Linked DNA regions of Mus musculus: region 1 is linked to region 2. A link is a contact called in public Hi-C data. All regions are on one chromosome and are shown on one strand. The core of a region is the stretch at or near the end of the contact, and the rest is flanking DNA. Distances in the headings are between cores, read along the strand shown. Region 1 overlaps Hps3 (HPS3, biogenesis of lysosomal organelles complex 2 subunit 1). Region 2 overlaps Armc1 (armadillo repeat containing 1).

Region 1 (4,262 bases), core at 1,160-3,659, 860 kb before region 2:
CACCCCCAAAAATCATTTCCACTCTTATCTTAGGAGTAATACTATTCTATTCTGTTCTGTTCTATTCTATTCTATTCTATTCTATTCTATTCTATTCTATTCTATTCTATTCACTTATATATTTTGCTTGAAAGCACTTCTGTAGAATATTTTTAAATTTCAAAATATTAGGAAATATTTATTGCAGATTATTTGATACGAAAGCAGCAAGACTACACACTTTTCCAGGGAAATACGTCTGCAAAGCTTCCTTCTCCTAGGAGAGTGTGCAACTGAATCTACGATGTGGCAGAGAGTTAGTGAATGGATGAAGAGATGACTTGTTTTGCTCTTGCTGTATTTGGCTTGTGATGCATTTCTGTAATGTTTCAGATAAATGCCTGCAGTCATTATGGCCTAGTAAATCCATGGGTTCATGTGTTAACGACATCTGATTCCTTAGCTGATAAAAATTACACAGACGACCTTCTGAAATTACAGGTAAATAAAAATGCCTCTCTTACTTTTAAAATATGCAGTATATTGAAGTATAGTAAACAATTTAAATGTGTTGTGATAGCACATGTCTTGTTAATTTAGAGTATAGCTTTTTGAGGGGCAAAAATCTATAATTGATCACAGTTAGGAGCTTTGCTTTGGAATGCTGGCTTCTGGGTGGAACTGCTGAGACGAAGCCTCTGAGCTGAGGGACTGGTCTTGCTGCAGGCGAATGAGCTGTACAACTGCCTTCCTGTTTAGAATAGACGTGAAAACACCTGTGGGGAAAAAGTGTCCAAATGTATAGGGATCTTTTGTAAGTATGAGCTTTGTTTAATGTGGCTTAGCACAATGTAGACTTCATACCCACTGAACCAATACCATCTGCCTTATGAATAATATGTCAAAGTAGTCGTATCTGACCCCAGAAGAGAAGGTTTCAAAAGAATTGAGGGACACAATTATGGTATAGGAATTCTAACTGTTTCTGCATGGGACATGGTAGGCCAGGCCGGGCTGAATGTATCTTTTAATACCATTTGTTGGCCCAAGGGCTGAATATAATTTTCACCTTTCTTTTTCTTTCCTTTTCTTTTCTTTCCTTTTCTTTTCTTTTCTTTTCTTTTCTTTTCTTTTCTTTTCTTTTCTTTTCTTTTCTTTTCTTTTCTTTTCTTTTCTTCTGTTTACTCACTGTAGCAAGCCACATATAGAAATCAATATTTCATGTTAGGAATTCTGAGTTAAACGTTACTCTTGAAAAATTCAGGAGTACTGGCCACCTGTGCCCTGTACTGTTCCTGAGGCCTGGTCTGCCAGATGCTGATGGCTCTGTCTGAGCAGTGCACAGCGTGTTCAGTCTGCACCACTCTTATCTCCACAGCTTCTCATCCAGACGCTGAGGTTCTCGAGTCTTATACCATACCCAGAGGCCCTTAGGCATTTTCTTCTCCATGAGCTTTTTACGATTGGGGTGTATAATTCCTGGTTTAAACTTTAGAAATTGGTCAAAATGTGGACTTTATAGAACATAGAGACAGCTGTTGAGTTGGGGGTGGGTTGGGGAAGGAAAATCAGGAGGCTAGAGTGTTTAGACTCAGTTTCCAGACTGTGGCCTATATTCTTCTATTAAAATCACCAGAATCGGGTATGGTTGTACATGCTTATAATTCTAGCACTTGGAAGGCTGAGACAGAAGAATCATGAATTCAAGTCCAGCCTCAGTAATTTATTAGTTAACTACAACAATATATCACTAAAGGAGATTCTTTCATTGTCTCTTATCTCTAGTACATATAGACACTGCAAGCCCTGAGGTGTTAGCGGCTTGTTTGTTCATTTGATAGCTCAGTCTGAGAAGTACAGTAAATGTGGGAGACAGAATCGGACCTTGTCCTCCCAACACACAGAACAGTGAAGCAAATAAAGTTGTACGTGTAATAGGCTATGAAAATTTTACTGATATAACTTCTAAGCACATTTATAATCACAATCAAACGGTATAATTCAGTGATCATTTAAAATCTCTGTATGTAACAAAAGATGGATTTTTGTTACTTAATCATTCCATTCAACATTTTCTTTTGATTGGGAAGTTGAAGCCAATACTTAAAGTTAGTATTGAAAAGGGTTTGTTGATTGCTGTAATTTTGTTGTGTGTGTTTGTGGGGGAATTCTGCTGTGTTCTTTGTCTTATTCCGTGTTCTTGTTAGATGGCTTCACTTGTTTTCTTTATGTGGCCTTTTGGGCTTGCTTATCCTCTCTTCAGTCTAAAGTATCTTCAGGTTCTAGTATTCTCAGCGGGGCTGGCTTGGTGGATACATTCCTTTAACCTGTTTCTATCATGAAAACTTTCTTTCTTCAACTATGGCAGAGAGCGTTGCTGGGTAAAGAAGTCTGATTTGGCGTCTGTGGTCCTTTGGGGTGCATTGCACCAGACTCTGCTGGTGTTCAGCCTCCATCAGCAGTTTCCTGGTGTGTTTGCCTTTGCATGGGACTTGTGTCCTTTCTCTTGCTGCTTTCAGTATCCTCTGTGTTGTGTATATTTAGTGTTTTAACTTATGTTCCATGGGGAACTTCTTTTCTTCTTCTAGTTGGTGTTCTGTGTGTCTATATGGTTGTGGTTTTCCTTATTCTGGGAGTTTTCTATAATTATGTTGAAAATCTGTTCTATGCCATTGATCTTCCCTCTCATCCGTGCCTCTGCTTTGTAGACTTCTCATAATGCCTCAGTTTCTGCATATTCCCTTCACCCTTTTCTGGGAATTTTTGCTGGTGAAGATGGAAAATATTTTGGTTAACCTTTTCTAAATCTTTCCTCTGGATATACTTCTTTTAAGATTACCCATAGGTCACGTAATCTCAGGCATTAAGAAGGATTACCATCAGCGCTCCCAACGGGTCTGTTTAGCTCCTATTTAGAAGTGTTGGACATTTAGAATTACCTGAGAATGCTTCCAAACTATGGCTCCCTCCCCAACCCTGGGGTTTGGTATGTTTGGCTACAGTTACTACAGGGGCATATTTGTATAGTAATTACTATATGTCATTGGTAGGTTAGAGAGCAATATTTATCAGTTAGAGAGACCATCATGACTAGCAAATATTTGCTCTTTTCCCAGATTGTCCTGGTACCTACCCCTTGTACACATCCCTGCCTATAAAAGTAGAGAACCAGAGAAATCTGCTGAATCAGACCTGAGGCAGAGGGACTTTGGTAGTAAAAAGGAATAAATAGCACATATGTTGAAAGTGAAGAGAGTTGATTTTCAGAACTGAAAAAAAAAATGAAGATGTCTAAGAAACCAACCTTAGCAATATTTTACATTATTTGGGCCGTTTTTAGTTCTGTGATACTTTTGTTGAATATTTACTTTTTAGACAGTGTCTTTTTCTGAAGCCAGGGTGACCTGGAATTCACTGTGTGGCCTGCATTGCCACCAAATCATCTGTTCATGCTGAGCTTGTAGGGTATGATGCCAGGCCTGGCTAGAGTTCCTTATTATACTGATGGTTAGTTACAGTTCTTAAAAAAGCTTTCCAGGCAATCCACTTTGTGCTTGTTTGGACTAGTTTCATTTCAGCTGTGGTTGGGTCCCCAGGCTATTGCCTCTCCTATCACATTTAATCAGGGGTCTGGGCCTCCTTCCATATAAGTAGGAGAGTCTTACTTTATTTCATCCTCCCTATTTTACTACCAGGAAATTATCCAGATAAAATATTTAGTTTGGGATAAGAAAATATACCAACCTTATTTTCCTGGCTACTCCTTGGTAGACATTTGGAATAAAATAATGATGCTGATTAGTAGTGTATAGAGGATGTTCCAGGTCATCCTGTAACTCTGAGATGATACTGTAGCAAAAGAAGATAGAGGGATTAAGAAATAATTATATCTCTTACAGAAGAACAGAAAATGGAGAATATTTTGATGGTAGAATAAAAAGTGCTATAGAATGTGAAAGTTAAAAAATAAGGGATCTGCAACCCTATAGGTGGAACAACATTATGAACTAACCAGTACCCCGGAGCTCTTGACTCTAGCTGCATATGCATCAAAAGATGGCCTAGTCGGCCATCACTGGAAAGAGAGGCCCATTGGACACGCAAACTTTATATGCCCCAGTACAGGGGAACGCCAGGGCCATAAAAGGGGAGTGGGTGGGTAGGGGAGAGGGGGTGGGTGGCTATGGGGGACTTTTGGTATAGCATTGCAAATGTAAATGAGCGAAATACCTAATAAAAAATGGAAAAAAAAAAAAGAAAAAAAAAAAGAAAATAAAAAAAAA
Region 2 (4,307 bases), core at 1,641-4,140:
TGAGGAGAATTTCCTAAGTATAGAAATTAGAATAAGCTGTTTACTGTGGGGGAGGGTAAAACTGCTCATCAATGTTGAGAACTGCTTAGTGCAGTAGTATTGGATTAGGATGATCCTGTGGCTGGATTATTAAACTACTTTTCTTCCCACTTCAGGCCTGCTATAGGCTCTGATGGCCTAATAGCTGGATTTATCCAGGGTTGGTACTTGGCCAGGTAAGTTGGGCAGAATGGCTGTAAGGGACTTAGAATAGGATCATGGCAGGAGTTGGTAAATGGTGAGATTATAGGCGCCAGCCTGAGTAGAAAGGGAGTTGGAAGAGAAGGCTGGAACCAGTGAAGCCTAGAGGCTGGTGGGCCAAAGTTCTAACCAGGATGGCAAGCACATGCACATTTTAGTAGTTGCCCTTTCATAGCATAACTTCAGAACTTTATTTAGTTCAGTGGCCACTCCCAGTTTTATAATGTACATTTTCAATTTACTTGTCCATGTTTAGCCTGATCATATGCTTTATTTATACATGATGTGAGAATTACACAACAATGTGCTACACTTTAGTGTACCATATAGACATCATTTGTCTTCACCTTAGGCATTGATAGTAAATAGGAAAACTGGTTCATGGCTTCCTTGTCAGCATTAGGCTTCCACCTGTGTGTCTTGTGTTCCCTTTTCTCCCATCATTGTGTTCTTTTCATCATATATCATACTTCGTCTGTGTTTCTAAGGCATACATGCTACATACTTCTTTAAACAATGTGTTCTTTCGATCTGTGTATGAGATACTCAGGATTGAACTAGAACCCCATAACGTTCTAAGCAAGCACCTAGCTAAAGCATTTAGTTAGCTCTAAAATATATTTAAAAATGTAAAATACGGTTGTTTTTTCAATTTGTTTTTCCTCACTTGAGACCTGCCTGCCTCTGTCTTTCTGATGCTGGGATTACAGGTGTGTGTCACCACACCCAGTTTCAGTTATTATGCCTCTTGAAAGTTTGGAGGATTTGCGGTGAGGGAGGAATAGGAATTGGGGTGCTGTTGCCCTGTAGTCCAAGCTTGTCTCCAACTTTGGTTTTGTTTGGAGACAGGGTCTCATTTATCCCTGGCTGGCCTGGACTGTAACCTTGTAGACCAGGCTGGCCTCGAGCTCACAGAGATCTGCCTTCCTTTGCCTTCAAGGCATGTGCCACTGTGCCAGGCCTTGCCTTCAACTAGTAACCTCCCTTGTTCACTTTTCCCAGAGCTAAGAGTTGGAGGTATGTGTCACCATATTCAAGTTCAGCTGTCGTTTATACTTATTGTTTTCTTTCCCCTTTCTAGTGTTCTTTATTCCTAAACCTAGGAAGATACTGAGATTTTTACCAACATCTTTTTTATTTTCCTGCCTGAGGAACTTTCTTTTAATTAACATTTGCGGTATAGGTTTGTTATTGTTTCCCTATACTTAAAAAATATTGCTGCTGTTTGTCTCGTGGCTTATGGCTTTTGTTGTTTTTTGTTTGTTTTGTTTTTTCAGATAAGGTCTCACTCTTATAGTCCAGGCTGGCTTAGAAATTACTATGTAAATCACGCTTGCCTGGAACTCAGGGCAATCTGTCTATCTCAGCCTCAGTGTGCTGGGGATACAGGAGTAAGCCACCATATCAGGCTGCCAACTTAGGTGATTTCTAATAAAGTGGTGGACTTGTTTTGAGCATTTTTTATGCTTCTGTACGTGTGTGTGTGTGTGTGTGTGTGTGCACACTCTTGTGTGTGAGACAGAGACTGAGAGGGTTCATTTGTGGAGGTCAGAGGACAGCTTGCAAGATTGGGTTTTCTTCTTCCCCCATATATTCTGGAGACTGATTTCAGGCTATCAGGTTTCCATGGCAACCCCTTTTACACACTGATAATGAGTAAATGCCATCCTGATAATGTTTGTTGTGACTTTATCTATGATGTTTTCCAGGAAATGATTGATCTATGTATTACAGATTTTGATGTATTTTCTTTTCATTGTTTTACTTGGGATTTTTAATTTCTTGGATCTGCGGGTTTAAATCTCAATGTTTTTCTCCGTGTTGAAATTGTCATCCATTGTTGTTTTGAAGGTTTTTATTTTTAATTTTTAGTGAAAGTCTTTCCCCTTTCCAGTGTCTCTGTCCACCACGTATGTTAGAGTATGCTGTCCTGTAGGCACTGATCCCTTATGCCCGTTATATCATCCCAAACACCGGCACCCTACCCTGAGCTCAGGGTCTGTTTCTTTGAGTTTCTGGTGGGATTATTCCCTCACCATGTGGTCTTTTATGCTTTGAATATACAGATTAATACTTAAACAGGACTTCCTCTCTGTAAATCTCTGGAAGTCTTGCTGTGGAAGCTGCAGTGTATCGCAGTGTACCCTTTTATCCCAACATCTTTACTTGCAAATGTTCATTGTAATGATTCATTGGTCTGGTTTGAGGCTTCTGGCTTCTGATACACTGTCAACACTAGAACCTCACTGGGACTCCTCTTGGATATTCAGTTGTTGCCCTCTGTCATGGAGGTTCTGTACCTTTGGATCTCTGCCTTTATGCACTGCAGTTCATAGACAAGTAGATGTAGTTGGAGTAGGGCTGGGTGGTAGCTCAGTTGGTCAGCAACTCTTCCCCATACACCCACTCCACCAGATCAGCTCTCCAGCAGTGTCCTGGCTAGCTTACCCAAGGGCCAAGGCCAGCTCCCCCTCTCATGCCCTCAGGGCCAGCTCACTTGATCCCCTGCTAATAGGATCAGCTCTACTGTACTCCAAGGGAGAGGTGCAGGGCAGTGATGGAGAGGGCAAGGAGCCAGCTCTCCTGTTCTCATACCCTTAGGGCCAACTCTACTGTGCTGCTACCCAGGTGAGAGGTAGGGGACCAGCTCTCCTGAGTGCCGCAGCCAGTGAGATACTAGGCCAGTTCTGCTCAGCCCTTGGACATCAGCCTGGTCCCAGGTAGCAGCCCAGACCAGGGATATCCATGGACATCAACACAGACTGTTGCTGCTGCCGGGCCACAGATCCAGATATAATCCTCAGTGGCAGCAGGGCCAGGACTTCACGATGGCCCCAGGTGGGGGTACAAGCTACTCTCCCACCATTCTGTTACTCACCACCCTGCGTCTCCAGTTCCATCTCTCTCTGCAGTGCTCAAAGCATTCCACTTCTCTTTCTCTCATCTCTCCACCACACACTTGGACATCAAAGTGGCATCTCAGCGGGTGGGCCACGTATCATTTTTTTTACCTGAAAGGCAAAGGCTCAGTGGAAATGTGAATGCTAACTAGGCCGAGATAGCTGTGAATGATGGTGATGAAGGCTGGGGATGATATTTAGATGTGAAGGGAAACAGCCAAACAACCTCAAAAAAGCAGCACGTGAGGGAAACGGTGACAAAAACGTGCTCACGGTGAGAGAAAAAGGACCTGAAAACTTGAAAAAGTTAGCCTAACTCAGCATGTGGCCACTAGTTCATCTTCTAATTTTCTTTTTACTTACTCTGATGTTTTGAGATAGGGTCTCCTGTAGCCCAGGGTGTCCCGAGACTTACTATGCAGTAAAGGCCAGCCTTTGACTCACAGCAAACTCTCCTACCTTAGCCTCCTTCATGGTGAGATTGCAGGCACTGCCACTTTGCCTGTTTTGTTTGTTTTCTATTTAAAATACATTTGAAAGGTGTAATATAGTAAAAACAGGACTCAGTTCATTTTATAAAGTTCACTGTATGCTTTGTCCCCAGCAATTTATTTTAAGTAATGAGCAAAAGCACCTGGGCCAGTGATGGCTATTGGAACTACTTTTTGAGATTACTTAATGGAATATAGCTCCTTGTGGCCTTGTCAAGATGAAATCATAAAGTGGGATAGCCTCGTTTTGACCTTGCAGATAAGGTCAGAAGGTTCGTTTCATCCAGCATGTTTAGTTTTCACAGCCCCTAGGAGGTTACTTTGAACGACACAGTTAAAGGAGAATTAAAAATCAGTTGATGCTGAAAATAAAAACATTTATTTTCTTCTTGGTCTTGCAGTAAGTTATAGGTGACATTAATTTTGAGCAGTTCGGATGTGTGAACTGACTGTTGTTTTGTTTGCAGGCGCTACGCTACTTGGCTGAATGCCGTGCGAATAGAGAAAAGATGAAGGGAGAGCTGGGGATGATGCTGAGCTTGCAGAATGTCATCCAGAAGTAAGTCCAGCAGGCAGACAGTGTGTCAGTAGCGTCCTCTGAGGTCCCTGAACGATGCTCTGTGCAAACTGAACCAAGACTCAAATTTTATTTTCTTTTTTAAGCGTCAGGTATTAT

What was found. Hi-C and Micro-C count contacts between places; a contact is called where the count stands out from the background.
Region 1: a contact with region 2 is called in a Hi-C map of rod photoreceptor, with 4 times the contacts expected there. The contact joins two enhancer-like sites. A contact is called at or near these places in 3 of 39 promoter capture datasets (the C10 cell line, liver and pre-B cells), 1 of 484 Hi-C or Micro-C datasets (rod photoreceptor) and 1 of 9 other capture datasets (adipose tissue).

The regions. Positions count from the first base shown.
Region 1 is chr3:20,005,033-20,009,294 of GRCm38.p6, reverse strand. It overlaps Hps3 (HPS3, biogenesis of lysosomal organelles complex 2 subunit 1), which reads left to right. Exons shown (of 17, transcript NM_080634.4): 14 at 373-480. It also overlaps a transcript of Cp not described here. Among named protein-coding and RNA genes, the nearest start is that of Hps3, 28 kb to the left of the region's middle. Within about 2 kb of position 2,409, at least 10 of the 459 cell types and tissues checked have an H3K27ac peak or open chromatin away from gene starts, as enhancers often do. A contact at or near this core is called in rod photoreceptor, where this site is marked.
Region 2 is chr3:19,149,369-19,153,675 of GRCm38.p6, reverse strand. It overlaps Armc1 (armadillo repeat containing 1), which reads left to right. Exons shown (of 7, transcript NM_028840.3): 3 at 4,099-4,190. Among named protein-coding and RNA genes, the nearest start is that of Armc1, 12 kb to the left of the region's middle. Within about 2 kb of position 2,890, at least 13 of the 459 cell types and tissues checked have an H3K27ac peak or open chromatin away from gene starts, as enhancers often do. A contact at or near this core is called in rod photoreceptor, where this site is marked.